4 separate regions of the Mus musculus genome follow, and regions 2, 3 and 4 are each linked to region 1. Evidence: chromatin contacts called from public HiChIP or PLAC-seq and promoter capture Hi-C data. All regions are on one chromosome and are shown on one strand. Each heading gives the region's core, a stretch centred on a gene start, on an enhancer-like site or on the middle of the called end of the contact. The rest is flanking DNA. Distances are from core to core; before and after follow the strand shown. Region 1 holds the start of Fsip1 (fibrous sheath-interacting protein 1). Region 2 overlaps Gm32210 (a long non-coding RNA gene). Region 3 holds the start of Ivd (isovaleryl coenzyme A dehydrogenase). Region 4 holds the start of Knstrn (kinetochore-localized astrin/SPAG5 binding).

What was found. HiChIP or PLAC-seq counts read pairs in DNA pulled down with a chosen protein or histone mark. Capture Hi-C pulls out chosen DNA fragments and counts their contacts.
Region 2: a contact with region 1 is called in a FOXA1 HiChIP or PLAC-seq map of pancreatic cancer cells. The contact joins the enhancer-like site here to the promoter of Fsip1 in region 1. A contact is called at or near these places in 2 of 115 datasets of contacts at active chromatin or transcription factors (pancreatic cancer cells and vascular smooth muscle cells) and 2 of 9 other capture datasets (adipose tissue and embryonic stem cells).
Region 3: a contact with region 1 is called in a promoter capture Hi-C map of adipose tissue. The contact joins the promoter of Ivd here to the promoter of Fsip1 in region 1. A contact is called at or near these places in 2 of 39 promoter capture datasets (cranial neural crest and embryonic stem cells), 5 of 484 Hi-C or Micro-C datasets (the G1E-ER4 cell line, embryonic stem cells and regulatory T cells), 1 of 115 datasets of contacts at active chromatin or transcription factors (large pre-B cells) and 2 of 9 other capture datasets (adipose tissue and liver).
Region 4: a contact with region 1 is called in an H3K27ac HiChIP or PLAC-seq map of large pre-B cells, with 4 times the contacts expected there. The contact joins the promoter of Knstrn here to the promoter of Fsip1 in region 1.

The regions. Positions count from the first base shown.
Region 1 is chr2:118,253,128-118,259,365 of GRCm38.p6, forward strand. It overlaps Fsip1 (fibrous sheath-interacting protein 1), which reads right to left and starts at 3,829. Exons shown (of 12, transcript NM_001374672.1): 1 at 3,673-3,829; 2 at 159-291. The coding sequence starts at 290.
Region 2 is chr2:117,740,002-117,745,606 of GRCm38.p6, forward strand. All of the region lies in intron 2 of Gm32210 (a long non-coding RNA gene), which reads left to right. Among named protein-coding and RNA genes, the nearest start is that of Gm32210, 38 kb to the left of the region's middle. Within about 2 kb of position 4,035, at least 39 of the 459 cell types and tissues checked have an H3K27ac peak or open chromatin away from gene starts, as enhancers often do. A contact at or near this core is called in adipose tissue and pancreatic cancer cells, where this site is marked.
Region 3 is chr2:118,859,797-118,865,683 of GRCm38.p6, forward strand. It overlaps Ivd (isovaleryl coenzyme A dehydrogenase), which reads left to right and starts at 2,198. Exons shown (of 12, transcript NM_019826.4): 1 at 2,198-2,371. The coding sequence starts at 2,225. Gm39913 (a long non-coding RNA gene) reads right to left here and starts at 2,058. Exons shown (of 2, transcript XR_866660.2): 1 at 1,203-2,058.
Region 4 is chr2:118,809,728-118,815,434 of GRCm38.p6, forward strand. Knstrn (kinetochore-localized astrin/SPAG5 binding) reads left to right here and starts at 4,276. Exons shown (of 9, transcript NM_026412.3): 1 at 4,276-4,582; 2 at 4,674-4,765. The coding sequence starts at 4,374. Gm38629 (a long non-coding RNA gene) reads left to right here. Exons shown (of 2, transcript XR_866658.2): 2 at 995-1,451.

The sequences.
Region 1 (6,238 bases), core at 2,579-5,078:
TTAGCAAAGTTTGGCGTAGATTTTTAAAAATACCCAATAAGAAACAAGAGGGGAGACAAAAGAACTGCATGTGCTCTTTATGAACAATCTACAGCAACGCCATTTGTACAGTGCTAATTGTAGTGGCCGAGAGTTCAGTCCCTTTCCAAGCAGATTACCTTGACAGACCCTGGTTCTGGTGTGAGCACCTCCAGAGAACCATTTGAACTTCGGCTCCCAGGACGTGATCTTGAACTTGAGGCTGGTTTTGAAATTCCGTCTAGGTTCCCCTTTATAATATCCATTGGCATCCTAAACCAAGCCAAAAGAAGCAAGTGACTTAGAGCTCTGAATGGCTTACGAGTCAATCTATGCTTACATCCATTTACTGAGAACCTATTCACTACCAAAGTCACACACATACGCACTCGGCAATGTCATCAAAGGAATCCTACATACGTGGATTACGAGTCAGATGCTGATAGCAACTGGGGAGGAAGGCAGATGTGAATGTTGTCTCACTGTCTCTATGCAGGGAAAACAAGCCAACAAACAGACACGCCATGTCCTCGCTCTTCCCCACAAGAACACTCCCGCCACCTCTCCCAGCCAAGACCTGCTCCATCATGATGGTTTGCTAAGGTCTCCTGTCTCCCTCCTCCTGAGCTGACTCTCCCTCCTCCAGTCTTCCTGTTCCACATAAGCCTCAGCCAGCGGGTCTTCCCATCCAACCCTGATGTCTCTCTCCTTCAAGCCACATTTCCTGGAGCCCCTTCCTCCACAGCACTGCCCTCTCTTAATCAGCTCTCCCCTCCGAAAACCCACAGCTCTACTTCTGACTGGCGCAAGAGAATAAAACTTATATCCTTTAACTAGAAGACAGACCTGCATTATGAAGCTGTACTGTGTCCATTTCCTCCTAATTGCTTTATGCAGGACACTATCACAGACTTGTCCTGACCCTAGCTACTTTGTGTCTAGTGTGGATTTTGGAAGTGAGGCTAGCTTAAACTAGGCAGAACAGCTTAAATTGGAAGAAGACAAAGATTGCAGACATATCCTTCTTGATAGATGCCCTTGATAGAGACCGATTTAGACATGCCTGGTGAGTGTGGGACAATATGCACACAGTGAACTAGAAGAAACTGCAAAGATTCCAGCTTAAATATGAATGGATATCTCCTGCCAAATTTTTTCTAAATGCTCGTCATTACATGAAGCATTAGCTTGTTATGTCCTTCTTCTACGAAGTGGCTTGTCTTTCGTGCTATTCGGTGGAACACAGACTCAGAGTCCAAAGAGGCCTTGCACACAGAAAGAAGGACAAACATGAAGAAGCTGAAGCATCTCTTGGACACACTGAGGAATAACAGGGTTGCCCTCCAACTGCCCAATGTGCCGATGCTTCCACTTCAGAGAACAGTCGGTCCACTCTTCCCACTCGGCAACTGAAAAAGGCATTGATGTCAACATTGTTCACACTCTGTAAAAGTGTCTGGGCTCACTCAGGAGAGGCCTGACAGTGTTATTGTGGGATGATGGATCACCCTGGCCCCGGCACATCACCACCAAAAAGCGTAAGTCACTAAAAGGCCAAATGTCTTTTCCATGCCCTATGCTTCCTGTCAAGGAGGACTTACTGCAGCTTGAGAGGAGTGGGGAGCTGGAGGGATGTGGCAGAGCCAATATAATACATCTCAAAAAAGGCCAAGCACGGGGACCGAGCCATGATGTGGATCAGCTAAGACTCCGGAAACCTTTCCATCTGTTTCAAAGGCTGCTCGGCTGCTATTAGGCTTCCTCAGAAACATCGCAAATTAAATAAACCACGGTTCACAGGAAATGTAACTGACAGGCTATCTGTGTATTTGGCCATCTGGAAAAGAAATCGGAATAAAGACCATTGAAATGGGATCTGATAGGTGTATTGTGTGTTTAAGAAATCACTTGTCACACAGAAACTCCATATGAAAAATGAAGAGCTGTACAAGAAAGCAGCCACACGATGTGCACCAAGTTGCATGTGCCCTGAGAATGGATTTACCAACTGCCATGTCTTCCCTGAGGATGTGGGATGGGAGACAGGATCCAAAAGGAGGGTGTAGAAGAATCTAGCCAAGTAGGACATCAAAGAGGGAATCCAGGAATTGATAAATCCAAACAATAGTAAATAAAGCATAATATTTAAGAGTTCAAGGTGGCTGCCTCCAGAAGATGTGACTGGGAACTGCTCAGTTATTTCTTCCATTCTGAATTTTATACCACAGTTTAACATTTGGACCATATCATTTTAATAAAAGTAAAAGCAAAATTTAAAAGTAATGAGTCAATATAAAATATGCAATCTTCCAAGGCCTGGAAGGAAATGCAAGGATAGCTTGCAAAGAAATCAATGATATACTAAGCCAGCGTGGTCCTCACTTGGTAGAACTGTTTGGGAAGGATTAGGAGGAAGTGGTATTTCATGGGCAGAGGAAGCGCCTCCTGAAGTATCAATAGACTCTCAGCTTCCCACTTAGCTCTGCTTTCTACTTTCAGATCAAGATGTGGGCTCTCAGCTGTTTCTGCTTCCGTGCCTTTGCTCCGCCATGATGGACTCTAAGCCTCTGAAGCTGTAAGTCAATTGAAGGCGTTCTTTTATAAGACTCTGGACTAGGAAAGCAGTTGGATGCTGATGAAGAGCTTAAAGAGCATCCTGGTGGGAGGTTAGAAGGCAATAATGCTGAGAGCAAGGCAGACTGCAGAGGCCTACGGACCTCAGGCCATTTCAGGGGAAAACAATACTAGCACCTGGGCGACAGAAGGACAGAACATTCCTGTATTTGGCAAAGAAAGTGGCTGCTTTCTGCCCTTGCCTTAAACATTTGCCTGAGGCAAAACTGAAAAACCATGGATTAGTTTCCTTGGCAGAGAAGATTTCAAGACATGGCTCTCTGACTCTGTTGCATGGTTATTAGTAATCATATCCCGGTCTTATGGAGGTCTACAATAAAAAGGGAAACTGGGACAAAAAGAAATTTTTGTTTTATACATTTCCTCATTTAATGAAACACAGTGCACCAAAAGAATCAAAATTAAAATACCAGTTACTTTATGCTATTCAGTGAAGTAGAGATGTGACCAGATTCTAATGGTAACAAATAACTGCTCATACACGCCAACGTTTTATTACATTTTTTGATCAGCTCGTGTAGATAGTACACGTCCGGTGTGATGAGGCAAAACTGGTTGTGTCTCCAGATTGTTTGCTCCCTGTCTTATTGTCTGAAAGGCCTATTCATAGTCCCCAGGCTGGTGGATGCCCAAAGGTATCTACCTATACGTTTGGTTTACATTTCTTCCATTGGGAAAGCTAAGTCCCAGATCAATGTTTACAAACCCTCTCTCTAGTCTCATTTTTCCTGTGCCACTTTTAAGGACTATGCTACTGACTAGTGCTCCAGACCTCAGTGGGAAGAAGGCTCGTAAGGATGCACTAATGCAGAAAGAGTTTTCAGCAGAGATCACGCCTCTGCCCGGGCAGTAGCTTCTGAGACTCCCAGACATAGCCACGCCCCTGTGGCCACCCCATGCTGGCCTGGGCGAACAGGCCACACCCACAGCCCTCGGGGACAGAGTCCGCCCTCTCACCCTCCTCTGGCACATCAGGCCACACCTCCACCTCGCCCTCTGCCGTGGCCAGCGGCTACCAACCTCTGCCCGTGGTGCGTGCGGCCCCTCAACTTCTCGGTGGGGAAGAAAGCTGGACGCCTAGACACTGACTCTCTCCACTTCCCTTCGAAGGGGACCGGTTTTTCCCGCCACCGCCTCCTCTGTGAAGATGAAAGAGGCAGCAGGAGACCGCTGTCTCAAAGAACGCTGTTGCCCTGGCAACTAGAAGCGCGCAGATCACAGTCTCGCGATAGGTTTAAAGGTCCCGTACCTTCAAGAATTGGGTATTGAAGCCGGGCGTGGTGGCGCACGCCTTTAATCCCAGCACTTGGGAGGCAGAGGCAGGCGGATTTCTGAGTTCGAGGCCAGCCTGGTATACAGAGTGAGTTCCAGGACAGCTAAGGCTACACAGAGAAACCCTGTCTCGAAAAAAGCAAAAAAAAAAAAAAAAGAATTGGGTATTGGGGACCGGAAGTTACAAGAAGACTGCTGTCCTGGTTGGGATTGGAGGGGGTGTGACTGTGGCCCTCCTATAACCTTCTTTTCAGTGAATGTTCTGGGTGGGAATGGTTTGTTCATATTCAGGTTGGCCTCTGGAACGAGGATCTCCATGTTTACATAGCTCTCACCGGCTACTAGAATGTTCTACCGACCAGGTGTCCTCTCAGATCAGTTACTTCCCATATCACTATCCTCTCTTCCTTGCAAGACTGATGTGCAACTCAAACAGATCTCGTATGTGAAGGTCTTGTAAAATTTGGAGAGCTGTGTGAGTGTGTGTGTGTGTGTAATACATGTGTATATAATAGCAGTGTGCATAAAGTATAATGTATAATACAGTGTATATATACATATGCGTATATATACATATACGTCCTGTAAAGACTGGGCTGTAGTAGAATAAGAAGGATTATGATGGCAGTATATACCTCCACAGCTACCAATCATTTCTCTGTGTACAGTGCATTAGGGCTCATTGCCTGGATCACCAAACTGATGCTCTTTCTTCATTCTCAGTACCGCGCAACCTCTGCTGCGTTTCAGTCTGAATTGCCCTTGGTTGTTTACAAGGTATTTTCATACTCAGAGCCCCTTTATCCTCATGCTTTGGGGTAAATACAGTGTTTCTCTGGTCTTTTTTCATCAGAGCAAATAAGTATGACTTGAGTTGCCCAAAGATCACAGCTACAAGTTAAGATGGTGCTGAGGGCAAAACCCTGGCTGTGAATACCATCTGGGTGCTATTGATCCTTTGTTTCGGACTCCAGGTCAAATGACTCCCTTGAACCTCATAAGGCATGAGAACCCTCGCAAACTAAGCAGATCAAAATCAAGCCACTTTTCTATAGTCCCCTCTCCCCACTGCAGCCCTTCCTATACCGTCTTCCCCACACCATTCTCCCAGGCTCAGCTCAGCACCTTTGGTACCATCCTCAAGTCGGACATGCTACCAGACCTGCATTCAAGTGTATCTGAATCCAAGTGTTCCTCATATCTGCAAGGTTCCCACCCTCAATTAGATGTTTGTGATACTCTACTAGTAGTTTCCTCAGTGGGAGCTTCCCTTGCACCTCCTGTATACTGAAGGACAGTATCCTACAACGTGTGTTCAGAACCTCAGCCAAATCCTACCAGCCCTCTGCTCCAGGCTCTCCATGACTCTCCACTTAGCGGCCTTTCAATGCCCACAGGTCCTGAATGACCAAACTGTTAACTTACATGTATACACATACATACATGCATACACATACATACACACAGACATATAGACATTTTAAGAAAAAGAACGAAAGAATAATGAGTTCAATTCACAGTAAGTCCTTACCATCACAATTCCCAACCCATGGTATTGATTAAATTACTGGAAGATTTGCATGCTATATGAAAAAAAATGAATGGCTAGACTGGGGATGTGCCTCAGTGGTAGAGTGACTAGTTAGTATGTTAGAGAGCCTGTGTATGATCTTGTGCAGTCCCAAAGGGAGGAAAAAGAAGTTCCTAAGACTGCCTTCCAAAAGTGGACTCTAGATACTGAGAGAAGATTGCATATTTGCTAACAGTCAAAGCACAAAATGTTCCAGCAAATAAACAACTGAAAGTCTCTCTGTGCCTTCAGCACTTCTCAGCTGGGAGTACCCTCGTTAACAAACGAATCAATGTGGGTTTAAGTCAAGATTCATGCCTAGCCAGTGGAGTATCTCCATAAACCACTGTTGGTGGAGGTCACCTATTTAAAAAACAACAACAACAAAGCCTCTCCTGTGGTTTGGACACTGTTCAGGGATATCCTGGTTCAGTATAGCTAAATTACAGTTCTGTGTTCTTTGTTCCCCTCAAAAATGAAACTTCTTTTGACCTTGGTATCAGATGTCTCTTAGTTAACATGATGCTGTTCAATTGCTACCCAGTAATGTTCTCTGCATTTTCCAGAAATTGAATATAAATTATAATTTTTCTAAATATGTCTAAATTTGATCATTTGGATGTGGGTTTTTTCTTTGTATTTGGGTGTTGTTTGTTCTCTGTGGGTGGTGGTGCTGGAGGTGGAAATCTAGTCTCTACACACACAAGGTGCTGGAGATGGAAATCTAGTCTCTACACACACAAG
Region 2 (5,605 bases), core at 2,785-5,284, 510 kb before region 1:
CTGAAAGGCCTTGGCCAGCACAACTACTCAAAGGCTCAGAGGGAATTTGGTCCAACACAGGGTTTAACATGACACAGCATCAGATTAGAGAATCTGCTGTGCAAAATCAGAGGCCCCACAGTAACCACAGAACCCATCAGAGGCATCATAAGTTGCAACAGCAGATGCTCTGTCTTGATGGGGCTATGGACTTGTGAAGGTGCCTGTCTAGTGCCCATTTGGAGATGAAGCATATGCATTCTATCAGTCAGCATTATATGATATGGTATTACCAAAGTTAATTAATTATTTCAAAACCGGTAAGGCCGAGACATGTATGGTAGAAGGGCACCTGCTTATCTTGAGTCACACCTGGAGAATTTGTGCTTTCAGTCATCACAGCTCTACTTTGTGTGGTTTTCCATGGCTTTCCATACATCTCTCTTCTGTATGATAGAGAGATTATTGCAATAAATTCAGACAGTTCTCCTTCCTGTCTTCCTTCCTTCCTTCCTTCCTTCCTTCCTTCCTTCCTTCCTTCCTTCCTTCCTTCTCCATGAACACTTTATTCCCCTTACTGGCAATACTAGTCACTGATGAACATAAGAGTTTTGTTAAATCTTAAGATATCAGTGCCTCCCATTCACATTACATCTCTTGACAAAGAGACTAGAAAACAAAAGCAATGACCACCACCCTGTAGGATAAATGAATATGAATTTTAGAACGTGGTAAGGCTGCTCTATCATGAAGGGTTAGGGAAGAATAAATTTGGTCTGTTGGTTCTCATCTACCCTATGTTGACAGTAAACTGGCAAACCCAGTAGAAGGACATGGTGACTGGGGTGATGAAAGTCTAAGTTGTCCTAACACAGAGGCTACCAGGAGAAGCAGTAAATCTAGCCAACTATGAAGAAATAAAAATAGGCAAGTTTCAGTGGTAGCCAAGAAGCTAGCCTTTGTCCTAGAGAAAAAGATTCTGCCACTTGTCCAGGAAAACAGTTCTAGATGAGCTGAAGAAGGGAAGAAATGGGAGCAGAGCATGACAGGTCACTTAGAGATATCCAAAGGATTCTGTGTGTCCAGATCTCTCACTTCTCCAGGTACTAGCAGTGCTCCTTGTTGGTGGCTCCTACTGAGCCTCTTCTCAGGAACTGACTTACAACAAAGGGAACTACCTCAGTCAGGCTCATGCTCTTCCACAGGGGCTGTAATTGTTCAGTATTGTTTGTAGAAGGGCTACATAGGCCTGAGCCCTATTTTATGTTCATTTCAGATATTCCATAAGGTCTTACTGAGTAGTATGGCTCCCAGGGGCAGTGGCTAAGCCTTAGCAGTGACCAACTTTCACTGGGCTCAATGCCTCCCTCTGCCCAATCCTTCTGCCTCTTACATTCCTTTACACATGTTGATTTCAAACACCTATACTGGGAAAGTCTCTCTCTCTCTCTCTCTCTCTCTCTCTCTCTCTCTCTCTCTCTCTCTCTCATAGACAGAATATTGCAATAAACTCTTCAGTCATCCTTCATGCATTCCTTCTCCATAAAATTTTATTCTATTCAGTAAAAAGTTTTAACCTCAAACGTAGGGCAGGTAATATCCTTATCTCTCTTTAAATACCAAGTCCTTACAAGGGATACAGGCTCCACCCCGCAGCCTCTTTGGTGTCCCCCTTAGTCTCTCCACTTCAAGATCTCCCCACTGACCTGCCCTTGTGAAGCATCTCCCTAGCTCAGATCCTTGGACTTCTTATTTCCTCTGCCAGTATCACATGGTCTTCCATCTCTCTTCATTCAGATAGTTGAGCTAACACTTTATCAGAGGGTCAGATGGGTCCACTTTACAAAGATGTTCTCTGTTCCCACTTGTTCAATTTCCCTCCATAAACTTTACCACTCTTTAGTGGCCTCTTATTGGTTGAATGAGGGCTATATGTAGATTATGGAGGTAATTCAGAGACACACTATATACTTTTTATGAATGGTGAGGGTTGTATCTCCTGTGTGTGTGCATGCACGTGCACACACACAAGATACAGTTATATTAGCAGACATTTAGCAAACAATGGCTGAATAAATGTCTGGAATAATGTATAAATAGAGAGTATACTGTGACTACAGATATCTAAGTATTAGTTTTTCCAAACAGAAGAATAAGACAATTTGAAAATATTTTGCTAATGACCTCCTTCTAGACTGGACTGAATCATATCCCTGAGTAATCTGTTATAATCTTTTATTTATTGATATTCACAGGCTAAAAAACGTTCCAAATAGTCAGGCAAAGCACAGAAATGTTGTGAAGGAAGGATTGATTCAACGTGGCTATGTCTTGATTTTCTTTTGTTTCGGATGCTTGCTTTATTTTATTTTTAATAGTGGTGCTCATCATGTATCTACACCTGGAAGTCAAGAGTTCAGATACAAGTCATCTTTGCCACTACAGCCAAGAGGCAAATGAGACATGAGACATGGTTCATCAAAAGAGCTCAGACTGGACTTGTGTCATTCAGAACTTAGACTAATTACTAGAAATGTACTAACATTCAGATATTATGTAGAAGAGACTAAATATAGAAAAACAGGAACCTTTGGATGATTTATGGGAGCAGGGGTTACTTGGCCTTGAGATAACCTCACCATGACTACAATGCTGAGACCACTTCCACTATGGCTGTTGTCATAATCCTTCCAGTTGTATGCCAGGCTTTGGTAGGTAAAGTCTGGCTCTAAAGATGCTCTTGATTTCTTTGCTTGACATTGAAATTCCAAGGTAGTAGTGAAAGACCCTATGGGGCTTTCTCTGTTTTACTGGTAGAATACCAGTATTATCTGGGTACTCAGAGGGTAAGAACCCATATATGTGTGTTGTACAAATATGACAATCCTTACTCCAGGGATGCTGAAATTATGGAAACTATTTAGTTGATAGAGCTGGATGCCTCAGCAATCTCAACCTAGTGCGAAAGGCCTGGGTGATTCCTGGAGAGCCAATGGCCTTTATTTCATGTTAGAATGTGAAAGATGCTGAGATCCCATGTTAACAACAATAGCAACAATAACAATAACATCAACAACAACAATTAGCAGCAGCAGTTCAACAAGGCAAATGAACTCATAGGTAGAGAGATGAATTTGCCAAGAAGATGTAAACAGAAGATTTTCCACCAGTCCTCCTTATAGCTCAGCCACCATCCAGAAACCACACATTTATGATGGGCCTTTTCACTTCAATTAACTTAATCAAGAAAATCACCCAGAAGTGTGCCCAGAGACTTGCCATTCTAGATCCAGTTATGAAGATTAACCAAGATTAACCATGACAATGCTTATTTCACTGGTACAAGTATATTGTACCCAGTACCTACTTGGGCAGTCATAATCTTTTAAACACCCATTGGCAAGCAGGTAAAATAAACAGTAAAAATGCATGTCCAATGTAATGGACATTCTCCAGCCAATGTGTGAACAGGGAGGAACTTAAAATTGGGGCTATTTCTTTGCTCTGCAAGAATCTAGTTCAGTGTGGACATAGATTGGGGTGGAACAGAGACAAAAGAAGTTCTATTGAAAATTAGTAGTGTTCACTGTCCCCAAGGCACTTATCATTTGTCATCTCTTTCACTTAACTACATGAAGCTGGATTCAAAGTCCTTCCAATTTCATGAATGAGGAAATAAATGCCTAGAAGATGAAAGATATATGTTGAGCCCATGGGGATAGTGTAAATGAGAGTTCTGTATAGATTCAAGGCCAAGTTACAGTGCAGTATCACCTTTCTCCATTTATAGTACTCCCTCTAACAACCCTGAGAATCTTCCTCCATCTGTATAGTCACTGTCTCCATTCCCATTTCGCTATATCACTCCATATAGATAGGACCCAGTGTTAAAATTTATGCATATCACATCTCACTGTGCTAAAGAGGTTAGTTCATTTCTCGGAATAGCTGCATAGGAAGGCCTGAATAGTCCTCTGAGAAATGACACAGCTCTTCAGATGCTAGGAGTGGGATGGTGGGGAAATACCAATATCCCTAGTAGGAAAACTTAAGAAGACATTTCAAAAGTCTCTTAGTCATGCATCAAGGAGTGTTGAGAAAGACCAGTCAACTCTGGCTATTTTTGCTACTGAGAAAATGTAAACACTTCTGTATTTGTTTTGTGGTTTCCTAGGTTATCTTTCCCAGAGGGCACTCAGGATTATGTGTGAGGGAGGAAGAAAGGGGAGCCCAGATGGGGCAGAAGGACAAGGGCTGTCTCTTTTTACTGAGAACTTTATGTCACATTAGAAATCAACATGGAGGGTGGCAATGCTGTAGTGAATGTCACCTCGTATAAGTTCTTTCATGCAACTCTTAAGTCAGATTTTATACAAATTCCACAGAATAGAGAGCTCTGACTCTAAGATGAAAACAATGCCTAGAGTTGATAATTCATCTCTTCTCACACTAGTAGTGGGGGTCAAAATTAGCATCCTGCCCCTAAAGCCTAGACTCGCCTGATGAATGATGTATTCCTGTGTAGAGTTTCAGGTTTCCTTTGTTGAAAATTATTTTCCTTGTTATTAAAATGTAAAAGCAGCCTTGAACAAATCCCTATAGTTTTAAAACTGAGACTAGAACTGATGCCAGTACTGAGATTAGATCAGTATTAGAGTCCTGATTTCCTGGAGGAATATCATTTCTACTAGGGAACAACTGCAACAGGAAGTTTGAATGTTAAGAAATGACTATTAGTCAACTGATCAGCAGGTATGTAAAGGAATGTGCAGTGTACTAGGTCAAATGGATGGCTAGAAGGAAGGTATATTCTACTGATAATCTCTGGCTTCTCCTCTGCCCATGCTAAAAGTATTTGAGCAAGGACAGCGAATGGGTATGCTATCAGGGTCTTAGCAATCCACTGACCGATAAAGGTAAAACACATAGCATTGTGGATAATTAGCAGTAGTTAGGAAAAGTGAATACATGTAAGAAAGGCAAGTGACATTGGGCTGTCATCAGCCTCAAAAAAGGATGCCCAAATACAGAATCTACTGTACTGAGCAATGCCTTTGAGAAATTGGTCATGAGCATTGATATTTTCTTTCTCCTTGACTTTGGTCACAAATATGAAGAGGTCTTATTGAATAAGAATTTCTAGAGATGGATATGCATGTTCTTATTACCTGCTTCCAATTCTTGACATAATCAGATCTCCACTCTTTTGAGTCACCTCAACCCCTCATCCCAATGTGGTCCTCACTTTGTCCACATTTTAGATTCAGAGACCCTTTTTGAGAACTCAAATAGAAATTTCTTCTTGAAATTTCTCCAGTGTTTTCAGAACCAAGTGATAAGGTGGAGTCAGACTTCCACACACATTTTTTCCATGAGAAATCAAGTAAGTGAATGAGTGAATGAATAAATGACAGCCTGTTCTTTTATACCTAGCTAAGCATTCCATGTCTTTAGCCCGAGTTTGCAAACAAAGGATGAACACAAGATGTAAAACTGAAGGTGAGGAACAGTTGATGAGGAGATACTGGGGAAAGGAACAGTGAATCCAGTACAGTTAGAGCAGAGGGCCAGGAATACAGAAGAAGGAGAAGGGGAGACAGTAGGTAAAAGGTCACTAAGTACAGTT
Region 3 (5,887 bases), core at 948-3,447, 610 kb after region 1:
AGTGTCACACAGTCTACAGGAGCTGCACTCACAGAAACCATAATAATAACCCAAAGAAAGGAATACGAATGTTACTTCCAGAGAGAAAAGGAACAGGAAAAGATGGGATGCTAAAGGTTTTCGGGTTTTTTTGTTTGTTTGTTTTAGCATTCGAATGTATTGTCAATATTTTTAAATAAAATTCTCAACAGACTGGTGTAGAAGCTGTTAAAATAGGGGTGAGGTGGTAGAGCCTCCTCTATTACAAGTATTTTCATTGCTCTTTGAGCTTCTGGCCCATATTTCCTATAAAGCAACGCTTCACATCCCACACGGAGGTCAGTAACGAAGACTCAAGGTTCCCTCATTCTGTAGAGGGGAGGCTGAGGAGAGACAGAGCAGCCTTAGCTGTAAAACCCTTCATTACACCCATTCTCTTGTCTCTCAAGAGATCTAGGACAATCTCAAAATATCTAAAGAAGTCACTTCAACCAGAGTAGAAATAAGAGGAATGTGATTTTGTGTGTTTTCATTTTTATGCTTTTACTGGTCTCTTGTAGCCCAGGCTGGCTTTGAACTCCAATCCTCCTGCCTCGGTTTTCCAAAGGCTGAGATTATAGGTGTAGAAGCTGCTCTGTGATTGGTTTTTGACCTATCTTTAGGGAGGGCTCAGAATGCAGCTCTTTCCAGTTGTGGGAGGGGCTAAATTAGAATGTGAGACCAGGTAGGAAAAGTCAGATGTGGTAGGGACAACTAAAAATGAGCATGTGGCTCTGAGTGCTATGCCATATAATTAAGTATGCAATCATTTTTATTATAATTTTGATTGCTGGGGTTGAACCAAAGCCTTGGGTACTCAAGTGGATGCCTTACATCGCACTGTACCCCCTGCCCAGTGAATATGCCTCATGATGACATTGTAGTGGGGAACACTGTTCTCATTTTCAGGTGATAAAAGACACAGCAAGGATCCAAGCAATGTGTTCAAAGCCCCCTTCCTGGACAGAAGTGGAAAGGGGATTAAGAGATAAGAGCCTGGCTCCTGTCAGTCTTTCTTCTTCTGGACACAAAAGACAGATCTCCCCTCAAAGGCACTAAGTTTATTTTAAGCCAATACGAATAACCATGACATGAGCAAAATTCGGGTTGCCCTTAATGACGTACTCCAGTGTGGAATAGCTACAGGATATGTTCTTAGCCACAAAACCAAAGACTGTACTTACCAAAGACCTTGTGCCAACACTGGTCGGTGAGTTACTCCAGGGAAATCTCTGATATTATCTGATGACATACTTAGATGACATACAAGATGTTCTTGGTTTGTACAAGTTAGTAGTCTGCTAAATGAATAAATTCCAGGTGGGTGTTATCCACTTGTAGTGGAAGCACTCGTAAGAGAGAGGCAGGCAGATCTCTTTTGAGTTCAAAGTCAAAAAGTTCCAGGACAGCCAGGGCTACATAGAGATCCTGTCTCTGATTAGTGAACTAATTTAAAATAAAATTTCCTACCTGATGGTCAAGAATACTGGGTCAGTTAGGTGGGTTGGAGATAAACGGCTACTTAAAGGAACTAAAGATACTCAAATATAATTTTGGCTGTGAATCTGCAACAGCCCAACACCCACAATCACAAAGTTCTAATTAGTTTGCAGAATCTTCACTCAAGTGATTTTTTTCAGGGAACCCCAAACACCATTCTTCTCTTCCTGCCCTGTCACCCCAATAAGAAAACGTTCTTACAGAATCCGAGGGCAGAGAATCCTGGGCAACCTCTTTCGCTTAAGGAGGAACCAAAACCTATTACATAACAAAGCAAATTTTGCTGTTTTCAGTCAGTGGGGACTCTAGAACAAAAGATTCTTTAACAGACCTTCACACCTCCAGATCTGTTTGGACAGTTTATCCCTCCACATTAGGCATCTGCGTTGGAGTACTTGCTTTCCCACAAAGATAGTCTTGTGCCGTTCAAGATTAAAATCTTAACACGAGATACTACTATACTTTCTTGTATGCAAGAAAGACACTTAGGAAACAAGTACGGGAGGTAGCCAGCACAGGAGCCAGGGCTGGCTGCCGCCTCTCGGCTGATTGGCTTGCATGGTTGCAAGGGCAGCAAGGCCTTCGGCTGGCTTCCGAGAACGATTGGCTACTGAAGCCCCACCCCCTCCCTGATTGGACAAAGTGTTGAAACTAGGATTGGTGGAGCGTAAGCTAAACCAGTCCAAGCTCCTGGTGCACCGCAGAGATGGCGACTGCAATCCGGCTGCTGGGACGGCGAGTTTCCAGTTGGAGACTGCGGCCATCACCGTCGCCCCTCGCTGTCCCGCGGCGGGCCCACTCGATATTGCCTGTGGACGATGATATCAACGGGCTAAACGAGGAGCAGAAGCAGGTAGGAAGGCCGGCCCCAGGACATGTCCCAGGTCTTACCCAAGTGACTTGTGCCTGCCAGGCCTTGGAAGCGTTTCGTAGAAGCTAGGGAGAGGAACTGCGCGCCCTCTCCCTACTAATATTTGAGGGAGACAGCAAGACAGGGGGATTCCTGGCTTTGAACTCCAGCTAGGAGGAGATAAAAGAGTAAGGACCAAACCTGGAAGACTGGTGGTGTTTGGGTGGGCAGATTGGTTGGCCCTACTTCTAGTGGCTCTCATGAATCTGAAAACACTTACACCCCAACCTGTTCTCTCTCTCTCTCTCTCTCTCTCTCTCTCTCTCTCTCTCTCTCTCTCTCTCGCTCACTCTCGCTCTCCTTCTCCCTCTCGCTCTCCCATTCTCCCCTTCCTTGGGGTCTCAGTATGTATAGCTTTGGGTGGCCTGGAAGGCATTAAACTAGTACTTGAACTCTACTAGTGAACTCTTGCTTTTGCCTCAAGAGTGATGGGATTAAAGGCATGGGCCACCATACCTGGCTTGTAAGCAATGGTTCTCAACTTATGGTTGAAGTTACGCATGACCCATAGCTACCAGGGCAATTTGCTTTTTCAATGGAAGACTTTAAAGAATTCTGAAATGCCATCTTAAGTTTGTTTTCTTCCCCTCTTCAAGGCATAATGCACAAAGCTGAAAAAAAAAAAAAGAGCTTGGTTGCTGGGCAGTGGTGGCGCACACCTTTAATACCAGCACTCGGGAGACAGAGGCAGGTGGATTTCTGAGTTCGAGGCCAGCCTGGTCTACAGAGTGAGTTCCAGGACAGCCAGGGATACACAGAGAAACCCTGTCTGGAAAAAACAAACAAACAAAGAGCTTGGTTAACCTACTCTTATTGCTAGGTTTAACTCTCTTCCCTAATCGAAGCCAATGAATAATTTCCAGGGATGCCTTGGGTCCTGCCTATCTATCTATCTATCTATCTATCTATCTATCTATCTATCTATCTATCTATCTATCTAGATATCTAGATATCTATCTAGATATCTATCTAGATATCTAGATATGTATGTATATGAAGCAACTGCTGTAGATTGCCTAAGAGATTGCTGAGGAGTGATGGTTTCACACACAGTGTGTCTGAGTCAGATGCTATACCAAGGGCAAGTATTGCTATGAATAACCTTAGTGGAGGAAGGGAGTGGAGCCCCTAGGCACCTTCTGGAATTCTAAGAAAGAAAGAAAAGTGAAGAACCAGGGTACAGTTACAATCAAATCAAACCCACACTCCATCAGAGTAAATAACTCAATGTCCAATATCTAGGGTTAATCATGACCTTCTGGGCTCCTCTAAGGGGCTTGAGTCACTTCTCCAGCTCTGCCCTCTACAGCCCACACAGCTTGTCTTCTAAGCTCTGGTAAGCACCACCTCCTGCTGCTGCTGTTCTTGGTGGCCCTCCCGTGGTACTGGTTATCTCCAAAATGCTGGGTCTCTGCTGCAGCTGAGCTGGACTTCTATTAGTAGCCTCTTCTGGGATCTCCTCATGGTGCCAAACTTCTGCTTTTCTGCATGGCCCCTTTAATCCTGGGGCATTAAATGTAATCCATGACCCTTTACCAAGAGCCTGCCTCTCTTGGCTTCTGACAATGTCAAGTCTCAGCTACTCTCTATGACCCATTCGTACCTTTAAAACCAGCAGCACCTGGAAGACTTATGCTTGATCAAGTTCCGCTGTCAGCACAGTGCAGCCTTAGCTATCTCTGTAGCACAGCTTCTGAGTGCTAACTGAGGAAACACCTCCCAGAAGATTTCACCTCAGGGATGCTGGTCTCTTCCCAAACAACACTCATTTCTCAGCTCCAGCATCAATTTCAAAGCTCCAGTTTTGCTGTCAAAGCAAAGGTTTCACTTTAGTGGTTCTGGTCTTTTGTTAATCAGAACTGACTTTTCAGCACTAGCTAATCAGGACCATAAATTCTTAACTCCAAATATGAAATGACCCCAGTAGAGTCTTCGAGTGACTCTCAAACTTCCTTCCAGAACTTCACAAGCCAGGCCTCCATCCTCTGCATTTCTCTCAACAATTTTATGTCCCACAGAATAGCTCACTAAGCTTTGAAAACGTAATGACTTCTAGTTCAAAGTTCCAGAGTCCTTCCACAATCCTCCCCAAAACAACATGCTCAGGTCTATCACACACACTATCCTGGTACCAATTTCTGTCCTAGCTAGAATTATAATTGCACTGACAAAACACCATGACCAAAAGCAACGGGAGGAGGGAAGAATTTGTTTGACTTGCAGCTCCGCATCTTAGTCCATCACTGTAAGAAGTCAGGACAGGAATTGAAACAGCGCAGGAACCTGTAGGCAGGAGCTGATGCAGAGGCCATGGAAGGGTACTACTGCTTACTGGCTTGCTCCTCATGGCTTGTTCAGCCTGTTTTCTCACAAAAGCCAGAACCACCAGGCCATGGATACCGCCCACAACCACCAATGGGCTATACCCTCCCCCATCCATCACTAATTAAGAAAGTGCCCTAGAGGCTGTAGAGACAGCTCAGCTGCTAAGAGCACTGGTTGCTCTTTCAGAGGTCATGAGTTCAATTCCCAGCAGCCACATGGTGGCTCACAACCATCTATAATGGGAACTGATGCCCTCTTCTGGTGTGTCTGAAGACAGCTACAGTGTACTCATATACATAAAATAAATAAATAAATATTTAAAAAGAAAGTGCCCTAATTAAGTCACTTATTAAGAAAAATCCGGAGCTGGAGAGATGGCTCAGAGGTTAAGAGCACTGACTGCTCTTCCAGAGGTCCTGAGTTCAAATCCCAGCAACCACATGGTGGCTCACAACCATCTGTAATGAGATCTGATGCCCTCTTCTGGTGTGTCTAAAGACAGCTACAGTGTACTCATATATAATAAATAAATCTTTAAAAAAGAAAAATCCAAGTTACAGCTGGCTCTTATGGAGGCGTATTCTCAATTGATGCTTCCTCTCCCATGGCCCTAGCTTGTATCAAATCACTATAAAACTAGCTAGCACATGCTCCTACCCACTGAACCCTTCGTCCACCCTCTTACTTTCCCTTCTAAATCAATGTCTTTTCAATGCTTTTAAGCCTGAATACTTTAAAGAAGATTGCCTTCATTTATAGTAGGTATTTATACAGTTCTTTGTTTTGAGACTGGATGTTGCTGGGTGGCCAGGCTGTCCTTGAAGTTTCAGCAATCTTCCTGCCCAGCTTCTTGAATGCTGGGATTACATAGTGAACCCCTAGATCTAGTTTTATGATATACCCTCCCTGAAACACACACCATTTGTATACATTCGTTGTACATGGTGTTAGGCTGCATACGCACTTTTCCATGGGCTTTGAGTATTTCCCTCCAATAATGTGCTCTCTCTTGTCTCTCTCTGCTTCTGTCTCTGTCTGTCTCTCTCTACCTCTGAGACAGTATCTCACTATGTAGATCTGGCTGGACTCAGAATCCACCTGCCTGTGTGCTACTATAACTAGCTTTTATAGCAT
Region 4 (5,707 bases), core at 3,026-5,525, 560 kb after region 1:
CCCTAACACTCAAGTGGCAAACTGACAAACCTATCTGGATAGAACAATGGCCTATGACACACGGAGTTACTGACACTAGAAAAGCTAGTCCAAAAGCAGCTGGAGGCCCAACATATAGAAGAGTCCACAAGCCCTTGGAACTCTCCTATTAAAAAGAAATCTGCAAAATGGAGGATGTTAACAGATCTGAGAGCAATTAATAAAATTATTCAGCCAATGGGCTCTTTACAGCCTGGAAGCCAGTTGCCTTCCTTTTTACCTAATAGCATGGCCAACTATAGTGAATGACTTAAAAGATTGCTTTTTCACCATCCCTTTGCAGGAGTGTGACAGGGAAAGGTTTGTTTGCTCAATGCCTATTTATAATAACTGCAAACTTGTTATAAAGTACTGTGAGAGGGTCTTGCCATAAGGAATTTTAAACAGTCCTACCTTATGTCAATATTTTTCACAACAACCATTAGATATAAGCAGTTTCCTCAATCCATAATTTACCATCATATAGATCATATTTTGGTGGCTGATTAAGATGCAAATACCTTAAGAAAGTTGTTTGATGAAGTAAAGAGAATTTTACCTTGCTGGGGATTACAGATTGCTCCTGAAAAATCTACAAAGATTCTATTAATTATCTAGACTATAAAATGGTTCTACAAAAGACTCGACCACAGAAGATACAAACCAGGAGAGACCAATTACGAAATCTTGGTGTTTTTCAAAACTTGTTGGAAGGTATTAATTGGCTATGGCTTACAATTAGATCAATTACTCAAGAGTTACGCAATTTATCTCAAACCTTATAAAGACTTAAAGAGTTCAATTTCAAAATTATTAGCTGAGGCTGATTGAGAATTAGGTTCAGTAGAAAAATTTACAAGATTCACATGTGGACTATTTAGATCCACAGATGGCTTGCATTTTAGTTATTTTGTCTTCTATTCATTCTCTCCATTTGGAATTGGTTCTAATGCTTTGTCTTAATTCTGCTCCCCAGATCAGGAATCTTTCTGTCCAGATGCTGAAGGTCCTTGCAGGGGGTATGGAGCCTGCTTCCTGCCACCTGTCCCAGGCCCACGTGCCACGCAGGGCTGTGTTGTTGATTTTCAGCCTTTGCACCAAGTCTCTCTTCATGCCAAGCCTCTCTGCACAGAGGCAGGTTTTTCCTGCAGGTATACTCTGGTTTCCCAGGGGCTGCAGTGCCTGGGACTGAGAGACCCCGCCGAGCACTGTCACACACATGGGAAGTGCCTGAGGCTCCAGTTAGCAGCTGCTGCTGGTGCCCTTTGCAGGGAAGTGCATTGAGAAATTTCTTTCTGAGAGAGGCTTTCCCATGCCCTTTGGACTACTTACTGGCTGTATGTGATTGTTAGGAGATTTGTTGTTGTTGTTCTTTGTTTGGCAGCTGCATTTCTTAACCTCTTAGTATTAAAATGACAGAGTTATAGCTGAAAGCTGTTTTGTTTTGTGGGGAGGGTTGGTGTGGTAACTTCTCTCAGGTTGTTTGGGTTCTTCTATGCCCCACATAAGATGCTCCAAATATAAATTATTAAATTATAATAATTAAGCAACCCCTGTCTTGCTTCCAAATTAATGAAACTCAGACTACGATTTATTTATAATAGTTTTGGGGCAATTACCGGGGGATTGCCCCCAATCTATTTTCCTATATACTAGATTGTCTACTTCCCCAGCTGTGCTCCCCAAATACTTGTCATCTATGACTTCCTGGGTAATTTCTGTTCCACCAGCCTATCCTGTTGGAGACTGGTTCTAATGATTTGATCCAATCGGGAAATCTGCGTGTCCAAACGATAAAGGTCCTTGTCCCCATTTGGTTTGACCAATAAATGCCAGCATCTGATGGCTGGGCAAAGGGAGACAGGGTGAGACCCTTAGAGTTGTGAGGACTAGGGCGCAGTGGGGGAAAAGTCGATGAAGTGGTGGGAGAAGGATGGTCGTTGTAGGAAATAAAGCCAACCAGCCATGGGAGATTTTAGGTAAGTGGCCACTGGTCACTTCCAGGATTGGGCCTAGAGTAGCAGGCAGAGGATTAGAAGTGTCCTGCCTTTGAGTATCCAAGGCATCTTAAAATTAACTGGTGTGTGCGCGTACTCCTGGGCAGGTAGGTGGGCAAATGCATGGGTGCCATCTGCCAGGAGCCCAAACTCAATGTTAAACTATCCTCAGGGTCCATTTTACTTGGACACAGGCTCCTGGTCCATCCTATCTAATGGAGACCTCCTGTTCTATCCATCTTCTTCTTTCTTCCCTCTCCTTCCTCATCATCCCTGCCTGCAATCCCCAGCCCAGTAACTAAAACTCTTGTCTATTTCTAGTCACCTGAGTAATTGGCTGTAGCCATTTTTCATTGAACCAATAATTCGTGTATGTAAGAATCTGCTCATTGGGGGTAACCACATCTTGGGGGCCAGTATTTAGCATTTGAATACACAGCAGCACCGGACCAACTCCCATCACATTAATTAATCAACCCCATAGGCATTAATTCATAAATAAATTAGACTCAGTGTCATTATTTGGGTACTGGGGCAGGCATAGAAAATTCCAAATGGTTACCAAAAGAATAGGAAGAAAATGACTTTAAGGGCTCTACCAAGAAAAAAGTCTGGTCCATGTCTTTAATCCCAGGACTCCCAAGGTACAAATATATCTCTGTGATAGATCATAGGTAGGTAGTTCTGGATCTTTGTGAGTTCAAGGCTAGCCTGGTCTATGTAGTAAATTCAGAACAGTCAGGACTACATAGTGAGCACCTGTAAAGGAAGGAGAGAAGAGGGGTGAGAGAGAAGAGAGGAGGTAGAGGATAGGATAGAGAAAGGAGAGAGGAGAGAGAAGGATAGGATAGAGAAAGGAGAGAGGAGGATAGGATAGAGAAAGGAGAGAGAAAAAGGAGAGAGGGGAGAAGAGGCAGAGGATAGGATAGAGAAAGGAGAGAGAAAAAGGAGAGAGGGGAGAAGAGGCAGAGGATAGGATAGAGAAAGGAGAGAGAAAAAGGAGAGAGGAGAGAGAAGATAGGATAGAGAAAGGGGGACGGGAGAGAGAGAGAGCAAGTTAACTGTCATTGGTTACTGTGTGGGTTCTTTCACCCTCTCCACCCTTTCAACCCCCTAACACTAGATAGGAGAGAATAAAAGAAAGAGGAGAAAGGACATTATCTTTAGACCACTTCCTGCTGCTTAGGGGCATTGAGTTCCTTGGGGGCAAGTTTGATCTTCACTGTCAGGGTATGTAATTTCTTCTTGTTCTTTCTTCTTTGCACATGACTACTTAACAAAGTGTGACCAACCATAACCAACAGCAAGCAACCAACAACCCACACCATTTCTCAGGGCCCTAGCATTTATATACCCTCTAAAAAGTTCCCAAAGTCCAAACATAACACCATCGCACTCTGATAGAGCACAAGGCACATCATAGTCAGTTGCTGTGAACTGTCTGAAGCAGCCCCATATCCCACACCAGGGATTAAAACAAAACCACATTTTCATAAAAGAAATCAAAATGCCAAAATTGTCACCATGGGGGGGGGGAGATCCATTTCTACCTTAAAACTTAACACTTCTCATTGTTCCTGAGATTAACAACTCCTTATCTTTCCTGAATCAAACACACCTAAATCTTATTATTTAAATAAGGTTTTGCTGTTCTGTAGCTCCTACTGGCCTGGAATGTAGCCTAGGCTAACCTTAAAGACAGGGCAATTCTCCCGTGGCAGCCTCCTGAGTGCTAGAATCACCACTGTGGACCACTAGGACCTCAGTCTTTCCGATTTATACTGGTTCTTTGCTTTTCTCTCTTATAGCATCTTTGTTTTCCCTTCATTATCTTCCCATGGATGGTAAATGTGTGTTTGCAGTTGTCTGTTTAGTGTGTTTTCTGGATTATAAGCTCCAAGAGGGCAGAGCTAAAGTCAGCCCTTCTATATACTCCCCTTACCCCATCACCCTCTTAAATGTCCAGCACCAGGCTGCTGCTCCTTTTGTATTTGTGTTTTCAACGTGACGACTGAAAATCTGCCTTGTTTTGTATGAGTAACTTTAATTTGTAATTAAATCTGCATGCGGGTTTTTAAGCACATTAGCTATTTCAGCCCACTGGTGTCCTTCAAGTAGGCTCTCCTGCTCTTCACCTGGTAGTTTCTATTCAGGCCACCTGTATTCCTGGCAGGATCCTTAGCAATCAAAGACCAAATAAAGAGGATTGTGACTTGACGCTAGGCGAGTTCACGTGTCTGCCTTCTGGCTGGAATGTGACAGCTTGGCTCAATAGCTCCATTCAAGCCAGCCCAGTGAGTCCCTGGCCCAGCCTCGACCAGCAGGCTGGAGCAACTCTGCTCGAACCTTCCGTACAGCATGGCGGCTCCCGAGGCCGAGGCACAAGAGACAGCCTTCCGTACAACAGGGCCGCCTACAGACTCGGAGCCGCGCCCCTTCCCTCCCAGCTCCCGGAAGTTTCCTTTTGAAAGCGCGGCGGCAGACTCTAACGAGGACTGGGCAGTTGCTGCGGAGCATTATTTGAAAGGGAGCGGAGAGAACGGCGGATGGGAGCAGCCGGCACCGGGGTTAAGCTCTGCGGGATGTGTGCGGGTGGAAGGACGGGCGGGCTGGCGTGGCGGGGCTCTGGCGCTGCTAATATCCGTCTTGCACTTTCAGGGTCCAGCCAAGCCACCCGGCTACGATGGCCAGTGCTAAGACGGTGTGCGATGCGCAGCCTCACTCGATGCCGAGCTGCGGCTTGCCCGCAGGTGGGTGTCCACACCTCCACCAGCCGGGGGGTCTGTAGTCTATATGCTAGGACTAAGAAGGACGAAATCTGTATGTCGGGGCGGCGTCCGGTTAGCTCTGACATCCTCCTGCTCCTCACCCCAACTAGGCTGTGTAAGAGAGTCCCTGTTCCTATTTCTGACCCAGCCCCCTTTTGCGATTACCAAGGTTATGCAGCGCTATGCAGCCCAGGCTAGCTTGGGGCACACAGAGATCCTGCCTCTGCCTCCTGAGTGCTTAAAGGCTTGTGTCACCATGCTCAGTGCTTGGCCTCCCTTTTTTCCTTTTTTTTTCTCCCCCCCGCTCCAGCCCTTCCCTCCCGCCCGCCTTTTTTAAAAGCTAGGTTTCACTCTGTAGCCCTGTGTAACGTTAGCTTTCAGCAACATTCCCACTTCCGCTCCGAAATGCTGAAATTACAGGCCCACTGCCACCACACTTGCCTCTCTAGAACCCCTTTTTTTTTTTAATTGTGTGCATGTGGTGCAGGGGGGGCTTGTGCATATGAGCTTAGGTGCCCATCGAGAGTCAGAGCCTTGATCCCCTAGACCTGGAGTTACAGGCGGTTGTGAGCCACCTTATATTGGTGCAGGGAACCAAACTCCAGTCCTCTGGAAGAGTAATTTTCCCTTTTAACCTCTGAGTCATCTCTTTAACCCTAGAAATTGCTTTTAATGCAGTTATCCTTTTTATTTCCAGGTAAAGATTGGTTGTCTTAAGATTGGGGAGAAAACTCCAGGGTTCCTTGTTCACATTAGCAGGTGCACAGTGGCTCTCCCGAGCAGACCATCAATATATGTTGAGTGGAATGAGAGAGATGAGCCCGGCCCAGACAGAGTTACTGAGAACCTTGAGAGGAGAGAGAGGCTGAAAACAATTTGTAGCTGCTTTTCTGTCTTGGTCTGTGCTGCTTTTCTTGTGGTTGA